Linked DNA regions of Sus scrofa: region 1 is linked to region 2. A link is a contact called in public HiChIP or PLAC-seq data. All regions are on one chromosome and are shown on one strand. Each heading gives the region's core, a stretch centred on a gene start, on an enhancer-like site or on the middle of the called end of the contact. The rest is flanking DNA. Distances are from core to core; before and after follow the strand shown. Region 1 holds the start of FLVCR2 (feline leukemia virus subgroup C cellular receptor family member 2). Region 2 holds the start of FOS (Fos proto-oncogene, AP-1 transcription factor subunit).

Evidence for each region. HiChIP or PLAC-seq counts read pairs in DNA pulled down with a chosen protein or histone mark.
Region 1: an H3K27ac HiChIP or PLAC-seq map of alveolar macrophages shows a contact between it and region 2. The contact joins the promoter of FLVCR2 here to the promoter of FOS in region 2. A contact is called at or near these places in 1 of 5 promoter capture datasets (liver) and 1 of 2 datasets of contacts at active chromatin or transcription factors (alveolar macrophages).

What each region holds. Positions count from the first base shown.
Region 1 is chr7:98,716,364-98,721,311 of Sscrofa11.1, forward strand. It overlaps FLVCR2 (feline leukemia virus subgroup C cellular receptor family member 2), which reads left to right and starts at 1,956. Exons shown (of 11, transcript NM_001142840.1): 1 at 1,956-2,568; 2 at 2,571-2,832. The coding sequence starts at 2,093.
Region 2 is chr7:98,447,564-98,452,494 of Sscrofa11.1, forward strand. FOS (Fos proto-oncogene, AP-1 transcription factor subunit) reads left to right here and starts at 1,945. Exons shown (of 4, transcript NM_001123113.1): 1 at 1,945-2,085; 2 at 2,844-3,095; 3 at 3,536-3,643; 4 at 3,767-4,408. The coding sequence starts at 1,945. The coding sequence ends at 4,408.

The sequences.
Region 1 (4,948 bases), core at 706-3,205, 270 kb after region 2:
ACAAGGCCTGTGAGGATGTTACTCCCTGGAGCCCTTAAGCCACAAATGTTAATCAATGGCCATATCAAAGGAGGCATCCAAGCCCATGCTCCTACACTGACTACCTGAGTTAATATTCTGCCTCAACAGCAACGCAGGATCTGAGCGGAGTCTATGACAGCTCACGGCAAAGCCGGATTCTTAATCCACTGAGCAAGGCCAGGGACTGAACCCGCATCCTCATGGATACTAGTTGAATTCTGCTGTGCCACAACAGGAACTCCCAGAACTTTCAATTCTTCATTTTTGGTCACAGGGTGGAAAAAAAAGACAGGAAAGCTGTGGCACCCAGTGGCTCTTTAATGTGCAAACAAAGGAATCTCCTGGAGGCCTTTTAAAATGCAGCCTCCAATTCCATAGGTTCAGGGAGGGCCTGGGCTTCTGCCTCTGTAACAAGCCCCAGAGGATGCTTGCCCTGCAGTCCCCAGACTGTGCTTGACTAGCTAGACTGTAACTTGAAAAAACAGACTTGCATGAGAATTATGCCTCTTTAGGTCAGCTGCGACCTTAAGTAAAAACTTATCTCACCTCTATGAGAGTCAGTTTTCCCATCTAAAAAGTTTGGGCAGGCAAAAGCACTTACATTACCGAATTCTTGTGAGTAATACAGTAAACATGTTTAGCACAATACAAATATTCACTTTTTAATTGTCAGGATATCTGACACCCCTGGAATGCTTACTATCTGCCAGGAATTTTCCAAGTGCTTTCAAGTCTTAACTCATTCAAGCCTGAAAACAACACTGTGAGGTCGGTACTATTATTTCATCCTCCCATTTTATAGATTTTCCAAGAAACTGAGGCACAGGGAGGTGGAGTATCTTATTTTACAGAATACACCTAGGAGTAGCTAATCGCGTGTTTGAACCCACAGAGGATCTGGGCTCTGATCCCTCCCCAGTCTGAAATAAAAAGAGGGCAAGCCTGACGTGCAGCCCCTGATAAGAGATTACTCTTCGCAGCGGGCTGTGGACCAGCAGGTGGCAGCCTAGGGCTACGTGGGTGCAGAGACCACAACCTAAGCCCGGAACCCGTGCTGTGCCAGGCATTTCACCGCACCACTGCCATGGTCTTCAAGGTCTCCGGCTCCCCAGCCCTTCTACCCACAGGTCTTCGCCCAGGAGGTCGCCCAGGGATCCTCCAGAAATGAAGAGCCTGCGGAACAGGTTCAAATCTGAGTTCCCCAATATAAGACCCGGTCCGCAGGGAAAGCTAGCAGCAAAGCGAGTTTCCGCAACTTGCCTTTACCCGGGAGCGCAACTAGCCCGGGAAATCCACACATCGCTCTTTATACCCAAAGTCTAGCAAGGGCTGGGGAGCCCAGCCAAGTCGGAAAAAGTTGGGAATCCCTCTTGGATCCCATAGAGCAGATTGAGGGCTCTGGGCATCCGTGTGCGCAGGGAGGAGACTCTATATTTGCAGGATTACCTCGGAAGGGCGATGGGCATTTTCTTGCGGAGCGGCCTGGGAGGGGACAAATGAATTTGAGGGACAGTGCACGGGTGGGGGTTAACCGGGCGGTTTCCATGGTGCCCGGGGCGTGGGGGAGGAATGCACCCGCAAGCGGTGGCGAAACAACTATACCGCCCGGCCAGCTGCCGCAGAAGGCGGGAGGCTTTGCGGGTGGGGTGGGGGGTGGGTAGGGGGGTGGGGGAAGCCCGGCGGGACGGGGGCGGGGCGGTCACGTGCGCCGGAGGGGGCGAGGCCCCGAGCCGGCCCGGGAGCGAACCGAGTCCGGCGAAGAGGCTGCGCCTGAAGAACTGTTTCCTGGACGGAGAGGTTGAACCTCCGCAGGACGCCTGGGGAGGACTCAAGACACCGGCGGCCAGGACCGCAGTCAGTGACAGACGACGCCGAGGAAACGTGGGAGCAGAGCTTGGGGGTGAGCGAAGGCGCCCCTCTGACGGCTTTTACACAGGCTCGGAACTCCGTTTATTCTGGGGCGGGCTGGGGCAAGTGCCACGTCAGCTCTAGGTGACCGGACGAGGCCACTGTCTCTTAAGTTGTCTAGAGTCCTCAGCACTTGTCTAGGACGCCAGGAGAGGCTGTGGTCATGGTGAATGAAGATCCTAGCCACGAAGGGCTCGATGGCGCGCCGTCGCAGACTTCTGCACTCCAGGAGAACCCCAACCTCGCTGCCCAACCCAGCGTCTCCGGCCACCCCAGCATCTCCGCCCACCCCAGCTTCTCAGCCCATGCTAGCACCTCCGCGCATCCCAGCGTCTCGATCCATCCCAGTGTCTCTGTGTACCCCAGTAGTTCAGCCCACCCCAGTACCTTGGCTCAACCCAGTGGCTTGGTCCAACCCAGTAGCTCGGGCCAACCCAGTAGCTCCGGCCCTGAGGACCTTAGCGTGATCAAGGTGAGCAAGCGCCGGTGGGCAGTGGTCCTGCTGTTTAGCTGCTACTCCATGTGCAACGCCTTCCAGTGGATCCAGTATGGCTCCATCAACAACATCTTCATGAACTTCTACGGGGTCAGTGCCTTTGCCATCGACTGGCTCTCCATGTGCTACATGCTGACATACATCCTCTGCTGCTGCCTGTGGCCTGGCTCCTGGAGAAATTCGGGCTGCGCACCATAGCCCTCACCGGCTCTGCTCTCAACTGCCTGGGGGCCTGGGTGAAGCTGGGCAGCCTCAAGCCCCATCTCTTCCCGGTCACCGTGCTGGGCCAGGTCATCTGCTCCGTAGCCCAGGTCTTCATCCTGGGCATGCCCTCCCGCATCGCCTCCGTGTGGTTCGGGGCTAATGAGGTGTCCACGGCCTGCTCCATCGCTGTCTTTGGCAACCAGGTGGGCAGGGGGCTTTGTGGTTGACCGGGGGGATGGGCGTCCCTGTGGGACTGGCCGTGTTGGTGGTAGCGAACTGCCCGCCTGAGTGGAGACTGTGGTTTTCAGATGTCAATGGTGTTTGTGACCCTGGGCGACTGTAGCTGGGTGTGACAGTGTGAGTGAGTGATTGTGACTGGGTGACTGTGTCAGAGTGGTGGGGAAGCAAAAGGAGGGGCCTTTTCTGTCACCTGCATGTTCTCCTTCCCCAGCAGCCAGTGTGCTTTGGGAACACACACTGGTTTGTGGTCTCCTTCCTCAACCTCCTTCACCAGCCCGGACCTGTGCCTTCAGGAGAGCTCTTCTTTCAGGGAGCAGTCCCGGGGTGTCAGACTATTCTGTGTCATCAGAAGTTGGCAGGTGGCTTTCGCCAGGTTTCCTGAAGCATAGGATCTCCTGCTTGCATGGAAAGGCAGAGCGGGCCCTGGTTGACCTTTGACGCCGCTCTCACCTTTTATACACACCTGAAGCCAGGATGGTGGGGGCAGTGCTTTGTGCCAACTCCTTCCCTGGGGGTTAGAGCCAAGTGCAGCAGAATGGAGTTGAATTCTTGCTCTGAATTTCCAAGGCCTAGAATGTTTGGAAGGGCCTGGAAAGCTCCTTTCTTAACCATTTGTCTTCTTTTTGGAGGGAGAATCTCAGATTCTTTGCATTTCCACATGGATATGACTCAGAAAGGTGGCCATGTTGTAGATCTGGGTGCCTTCTTCAAATGTTTGAAGCAGCTATTTATGGCATGTTTCTTTATCTGGATCACTGCCTGGGGTCTCCCTCTTTTCCAAGTATGTGCAGTTGTGGCTCCACGTTTGACAAGTGACCGGTGACCCTTTGTTCTTGGAGGCCTGTTTTCCCTTATGCATTCATTACATTTAGAAAATGTAAGCTTTCATTAGAAAGTTCTCATCTGGCTCAGAAATTTCCAAACTTTCTTCGAGGCAAATTTCCATTCTGTTCATCTTCACCATCAGGAAAGTAACCCGAGCTAAAGTTTTTCAAGCCAGTTAGGTTTTTCCTGCCCCTTGGGTCATAGTGTAAGCAATCAATGAAAGCATTAGACAGGCCTTCTTCAGCACAGACAGGCAACAGAAAATCCTTTAACCAGTGTTCTTTAACCTGTGGGTTTGAATGTTCAGAAGATTCAAGGTCTGGGGATGAAACAAGTTGAAGAGTGTGTGTGTGTGTGTGTGTGTGCGCACGCGCGTGCACACTTTTTAGGGCCACACCTGAGGCATATGAAGGTTCCACCGGCTAGGGCCTCAGAGCTACAGCTGCTGGCCTACTCCTCAGCCATAGCAATGCCAGATCCGAGCCACATCTGCAACCTACACCACAGCTCGTGGCAATGCCGGATCCTTAACCCACTGAGCAAGGCCAGGGATGGAACCCGCAACCTCATGGTCCTTAGTCAGATTTGTTTCTGCTTCTCCACAACAGGAACTCCAAGTTGGACCTCTTTGTTCAGGACAGTTAGGCATTGTGGGTGACATTTATCCCCATCCCCATTCTCAAAGGTGATGTGATTGTGGGTTTGAGCATCTCCATTTCGGCTCTCCAGCAGATTTGACCTTACTGGATTTTTCCTTTGTAGGAGAGTAAAGCTGGGGAAAGGGTCCTGCTGGGCAGGACCTTTCAAGTTCCCAGAGGGTTAAATCTCCCTATTTGCAACCCCAGCAGGATTCAGACGAGGTCACTGCAATCTCCCCATTATGTGGGGAGAGCAGGAGAGATAACTGAGCCTTCAGGTGCCCTGGTGAGATCAGAGAAGCCAGTCTGTTGTTCTCGCTGTTCACCATGGAGCAAGAACTTACTGGTTTTCGGACCCCTGCACACACACCCTTCAGGGGACTTAAAGCCAAATACATCTGTAAAATTTAGTCGGAATAGTTCCTCATTCCCCACCCCCAGGTCCCTTCAAGGTCAGAAAATGCTAAGAATTTTACATTTAAAAACACCCCAAAGCATATATTTGTATCACTGAGCCATCAGTTTAATGTGTTCTTTTAGGCTTAACCCACTGTGCTGCTAAGTTTAAAAAGATAAAAAGCTGAATTGTTTATGCTTCCTCACGTAGTGAGAACTA
Region 2 (4,931 bases), core at 695-3,194:
GCATCTCTAAGAATGGAGGTTAGCGCCCAGCGGCGCGCGAGCCGCACTCAGCCCCCGGACCCGGCGGATGATGTCAGGCGGCAGGAGTGGCCACAGCGGGGCCGGGGAGGCCGGGGCCCCAGGGGTGCGAGGAGGGCGGGCGGGCGGCCTCGCCAGGCCGACGGCGCGCCCGGCCGCGCGGCGTCGCCTGGAGACAGCCCTGGCGGCGCAGTGTTGCTGTAAACAGCCGCTTCCCTGTTACTATCTATAGCAGGATCGCCTGGCTCCGGGGTGCGGCGGCGGGGGCAGGTCGGCGGTCCTGCTCACCGCGCGTCCCGAAGGATCCGCCCTCTGCCCTAATCCCGCCTCACCCCTCTCCAGGTGCACACCGTGACCTCCGGGTCTGAAAGGTGGGGGAAGGGACACAGGGACCCGTGGCTCTGCGGGGAACTGCGGCTTCGCGTCCCGGAGGTGGCCGGCGCTCTGGGACCGAGCCGGGGCAGGATGACCCCAGGTGTCCTTTGCAGAGGAGCAAGAGGATGGGGCGTTTGGGGGCGCAGAGCACTCCAGAATACCTTGCCTCCCCAAAGCCCCGTTTTCCAGGCCACGGAGTGGTGCCTGAGGTCCCAGCCGCCGCGGTCTCCGGCCTTGGCGCTGCTGGGCACGGTCCTTCCAGCGCCCCCGTCCTCCCCCCTCCAAGTCGGTGCTGGAAAATCACCCGCTGCTGGCTCCCAATAACCAGCTTCCGGGGCATCGAACCACCCCCACCTCTCCAGCTCGGACTTGCGCTCCCCCAATACCTCACTCCATCCAGTACCCCAACTGACGACCTTGTCCACATGACAGCCCCTCCGGAGCCCGAGCTCAGAACCTGGCAAACAACCCTACAGACATTTTTGCATGGAGGTTCTGCACAATGTTTATTGGCTGGTGTCTCTGGGGTTTGACAGTAACTCTAACATCCCGTATTTGGCCGAGGAAAAAAATGCTCCTTTTCCCTTAAAAAAAAATTAATATTAAAATACCCAGCATCGTAGATAAAGTAGGTTATCGTATTCTCTTATTTTGTATCCCTCTACTTTCCGCTTCCAAACGCAGTAACAGTCCTAGTAGTGCTGAGCGCTGGGGCTTGAGGCGAGGGGGTGGGGGTCTGCTTCCACAGTTTGCACCGAATTAGTGATAGAATGAGGAATGGGGGTGGAGGCGCATTCCTTCGGGGGCCAAGGCTTAAGCCCAAGGGGCTGTGTACCTATCTCGCCTATACCTGAACCTCAGAACTCTTCCCGGGTTTCTGTACACAAGTAAAAAGGCGCCTACGCCCCATCCCCCAACCCCGGGAACAAGGGTCCGCATTGAACCAGGTGCGAATGTTCGCTCGCCTTCTCTGCCTTTCCCGCCTCCCCTCCCCCCGGCCACGGCCCCCGCCTCCCCCCCGCGCTGCACCCTTGGTGTTGGCTGCAGCCCGCGAGCAGTTCCCGTCAATCCCTCCCTCCCGTTTACACAGGATGTCCATATTAGGACATCTGCGTCAGCAGGTTTCCACGGCCGTTCCCTGAAGTTGTGGGGGGAGCCATCCCCGAAGTCCCTCATTTTAGGGGGTCTACGCGACCCCAAGACCGAGACTGAGAAAAGCTCAGAAGATAAAGAAACACAATAAGACGAAAGGCAGGGGGCTGAGACGGCGGAAGAGGCAGCAAAGAGGCTGCAGAGGTGGCAAGATCCGAGCGCCACCCCTCGAGAGCTGCAATGGTAGCGCTCCGTGACGTATTGGGCTCATTCATAAAATGCTGTTATAAAAGCAGTGGCCTAGTACTCCAACCGCATCTGCAGCGAGCAGCTAAGCTGAGACAGAACCGGCAGCGGCGCAGCGAGCGAGCAGCGACCGCGCTCTTACCCAGCTCAGCCCCGCAGCTCCTACCTGTCTCCGCCCCTCAGCCCCTCGCCCGGCTTTGACTACCTGCGATCATGATGTTCTCCGGCTTCAACGCCGACTACGAGGCGTCATCATCCCGCTGCAGCAGCGCCTCCCCTGCCGGGGACAGTCTCTCCTACTACCACTCACCGGCCGACTCCTTCTCCAGCATGGGCTCTCCCGTCAATGCGCAGGTAAGGCTGGCTTCGTGCCACCGCGGGGCTCGGGGCTCGGGGTTACCGGGGAGGAGACACTGGGACGGGACGCTCAGGAAGACAAGCCGGGGACCCCATTGGCCAGAGAGGGAGGCTTGCCCCGGCCGGATCAGCCCTATCTCGGGAGCCCCGGACTTGTTCGGAGCGCACACATGCTTGTCAAAATAAGAATCTTTTCTCCTCTCCCGCTGTGGGCTCATTCTGAGCTGACCCTGGCCCACGCGCTCTGACTGGTCTCTGACATTAGCTGGGGGCAAAAGTGTCCCAAGCAAAGACTGGCTAACTAGAGCCGGGCACCTCCGGGGGAGGAGGCAAAAAGCGGCGATCCTCCCTCCCCTCGCAGCCTGGAGCAGGGAGGAGGGTGAGAGGAGGAGGGTGAAGCCGGCGGGTGTGTAAGGCAGTTTCATTGATAAAAAGCGAGTTCATTCAGGAGACTCCGGAGCGGCGTCTGCGTCAGCGCAGACGTCAGGGATATTTATAACAACCCCCCTTTCAAGCGAGTGATGCTGAAGGGATAACGGGAACGCAGCAGCAGGATGGAGGAGAAAGGCACTGCGCTGCGGAATTCTTGGGAAGGGAGAGACCTTTCATCCAGGATGAAGGACATATAAAAATACATAAGCAGTCCATTTTTCACTCTCTCCCTGCTGCATGCGGCACTGGGCACTCCGCTCACCCCACCTGCGTCCAGAGCCTGGTCGCTCACGTCAGCTTTCCCCTTCTATATTTCATTCTAGGACTTCTGCACCGATCTGGCCGTCTCCAGTGCCAACTTCATCCCAACGGTGACTGCTATCTCGACCAGCCCAGACCTGCAGTGGCTAGTGCAACCCACCCTGGTCTCCTCGGTTGCCCCATCCCAGACCAGAGCCCCTCACCCCTACGGAGTCCCCACTCCCTCGGCTGGGGCTTACTCCAGGGCTGGAGTCGTGAAGACCATGCCAGGAGGCAGAGCTCAGAGCATTGGCAGAAGGGGCAAGGTGGAACAGGTGAGGGTTCTCAACACCTTCTCTCTGGTGGTGGCTGGGGTTGGGGGGGTAAGGTCAGTCTTGATGGAGATGGGGAGCATAGTGGACAGGGTGAAGCCATGGGTGGAACTGATTACATATCCTGGACTGGGAACCCCGGCTCCAAGCCCTATCCATCCCAAGTCAGACTCTAATAGTCCACCCTAAGTAATATCCAATGTGCAGTTTCTTCCCTAATAGTTTCTTATCTCACCCTTGTAGCTTCTCTTTGTTCTCCTGCTGAGGTTCTTATTTTAAATGCAAGTCACACCCAGCTTGCAACTGCAGGTTAGAAATGGCTTCACAGAAGAGGTGCCAGGAGGCGGGAAGCTGCAGGCGCCAGTTTTCCTAGGGTGGGTGAACGGAGCTGATAGCAGGCACTGTTACTGAATGTTGCCCTCTCTCTCTCTCCCCACCTCCAGTTGTCCCCAGAAGAAGAAGAGAAAAGGAGAATCCGAAGGGAAAGGAATAAGATGGCTGCAGCCAAATGCCGGAACCGGAGGAGGGAGCTGACTGACACACTCCAAGCGGTAGGTAGAATCCATGGATCACTTCTTTCGAAAACTTAAGGGCAAAGTTAGAGACTGGGTAGAAGGGAACAGAGTCTTTGAGTAAGACCGTGTCTTATGCTTTGCTGTATCCTCTGTATCCAGGAGACAGACCAGCTAGAAGACGAGAAGTCTGCTTTGCAGACTGAGATCGCCAACCTGCTGAAGGAGAAGGAAAAACTCGAGTTCATCCTGGCAGCTCACCGACCTGCCTGCAAGATCCCTGATGACCTGGGCTTCCCTGAAGAGATGTCTGTGGCTTCCCTTGATCTGAGTGGGGGCCTGCCTGAGGCTGCCACCCCCGAATCTGAGGAGGCCTTCACCCTGCCCCTCCTCAATGACCCGGAGCCCAAGCCCTCCGTGGAGCCAGTCAAGAACGTCAGCAGCATGGAGCTGAAGGCCGAGCCCTTTGATGACTTCCTGTTCCCAGCATCGTCCAGGCCCGGCGGCTCTGAGACAGCCCGCTCTGTGCCGGACATGGACCTGTCTGGTTCCTTCTATGCAGCAGACTGGGAGCCCCTGCATGGTGGCTCCCTGGGGATGGGGCCCATGGCCACAGAGCTGGAGCCCCTGTGTACCCCGGTGGTCACCTGCACCCCCAGCTGCACTACTTACACGTCTTCCTTCGTCTTTACCTACCCCGAGGCTGACTCCTTCCCCAGCTGTGCGGCTGCCCACCGCAAGGGCAGCAGCAGCAACGAGCCTTCCTCTGACTCGCTCAGCTCACCCACGCTGCTGGCCCTGTGAGCGGGCAGAGAGGGGAGGCAGCAGGCAGGCACGCGCCACTGCCCGAGTCGGTGCATTATGGAGAGGAGAAACACGTCTTCCCTCGAGGGTTCCCGTAGACCTAGGGAGGACCTTATCTGGGCGTGAAACACACCACCAGGCCGTGGGCCTCAAGGACTTGAAAGCATCCACGTGTGGACTCGAGTCCTTACCTCTTCTGGAGATGTAGCAAAACGCATGGAGTGTGTATTGTCCCCAGTGACACATCTGAGAGCTGGTAGTTAGTAGCATGTTGAGCCAGGCCTGGGTCTGTGTCTCTTTTTCTCTTGCTCTTTAGTCTTCTCATAGCATTAACTAATCTATTGGGTTCATTATTGGAATTAACCTGGTGCTGGATATTTTCAAATTGTATCTAGTGCAGCTGATTTTAACAATAACTACTGTGTTCCTGGCAATAGTGTGTTCTGATTAGCGATGACCAATATTAAACTAAGCAAAGATATGACTTTATTTTCTAGTAGATAGAAATAAATAGCTATATCCA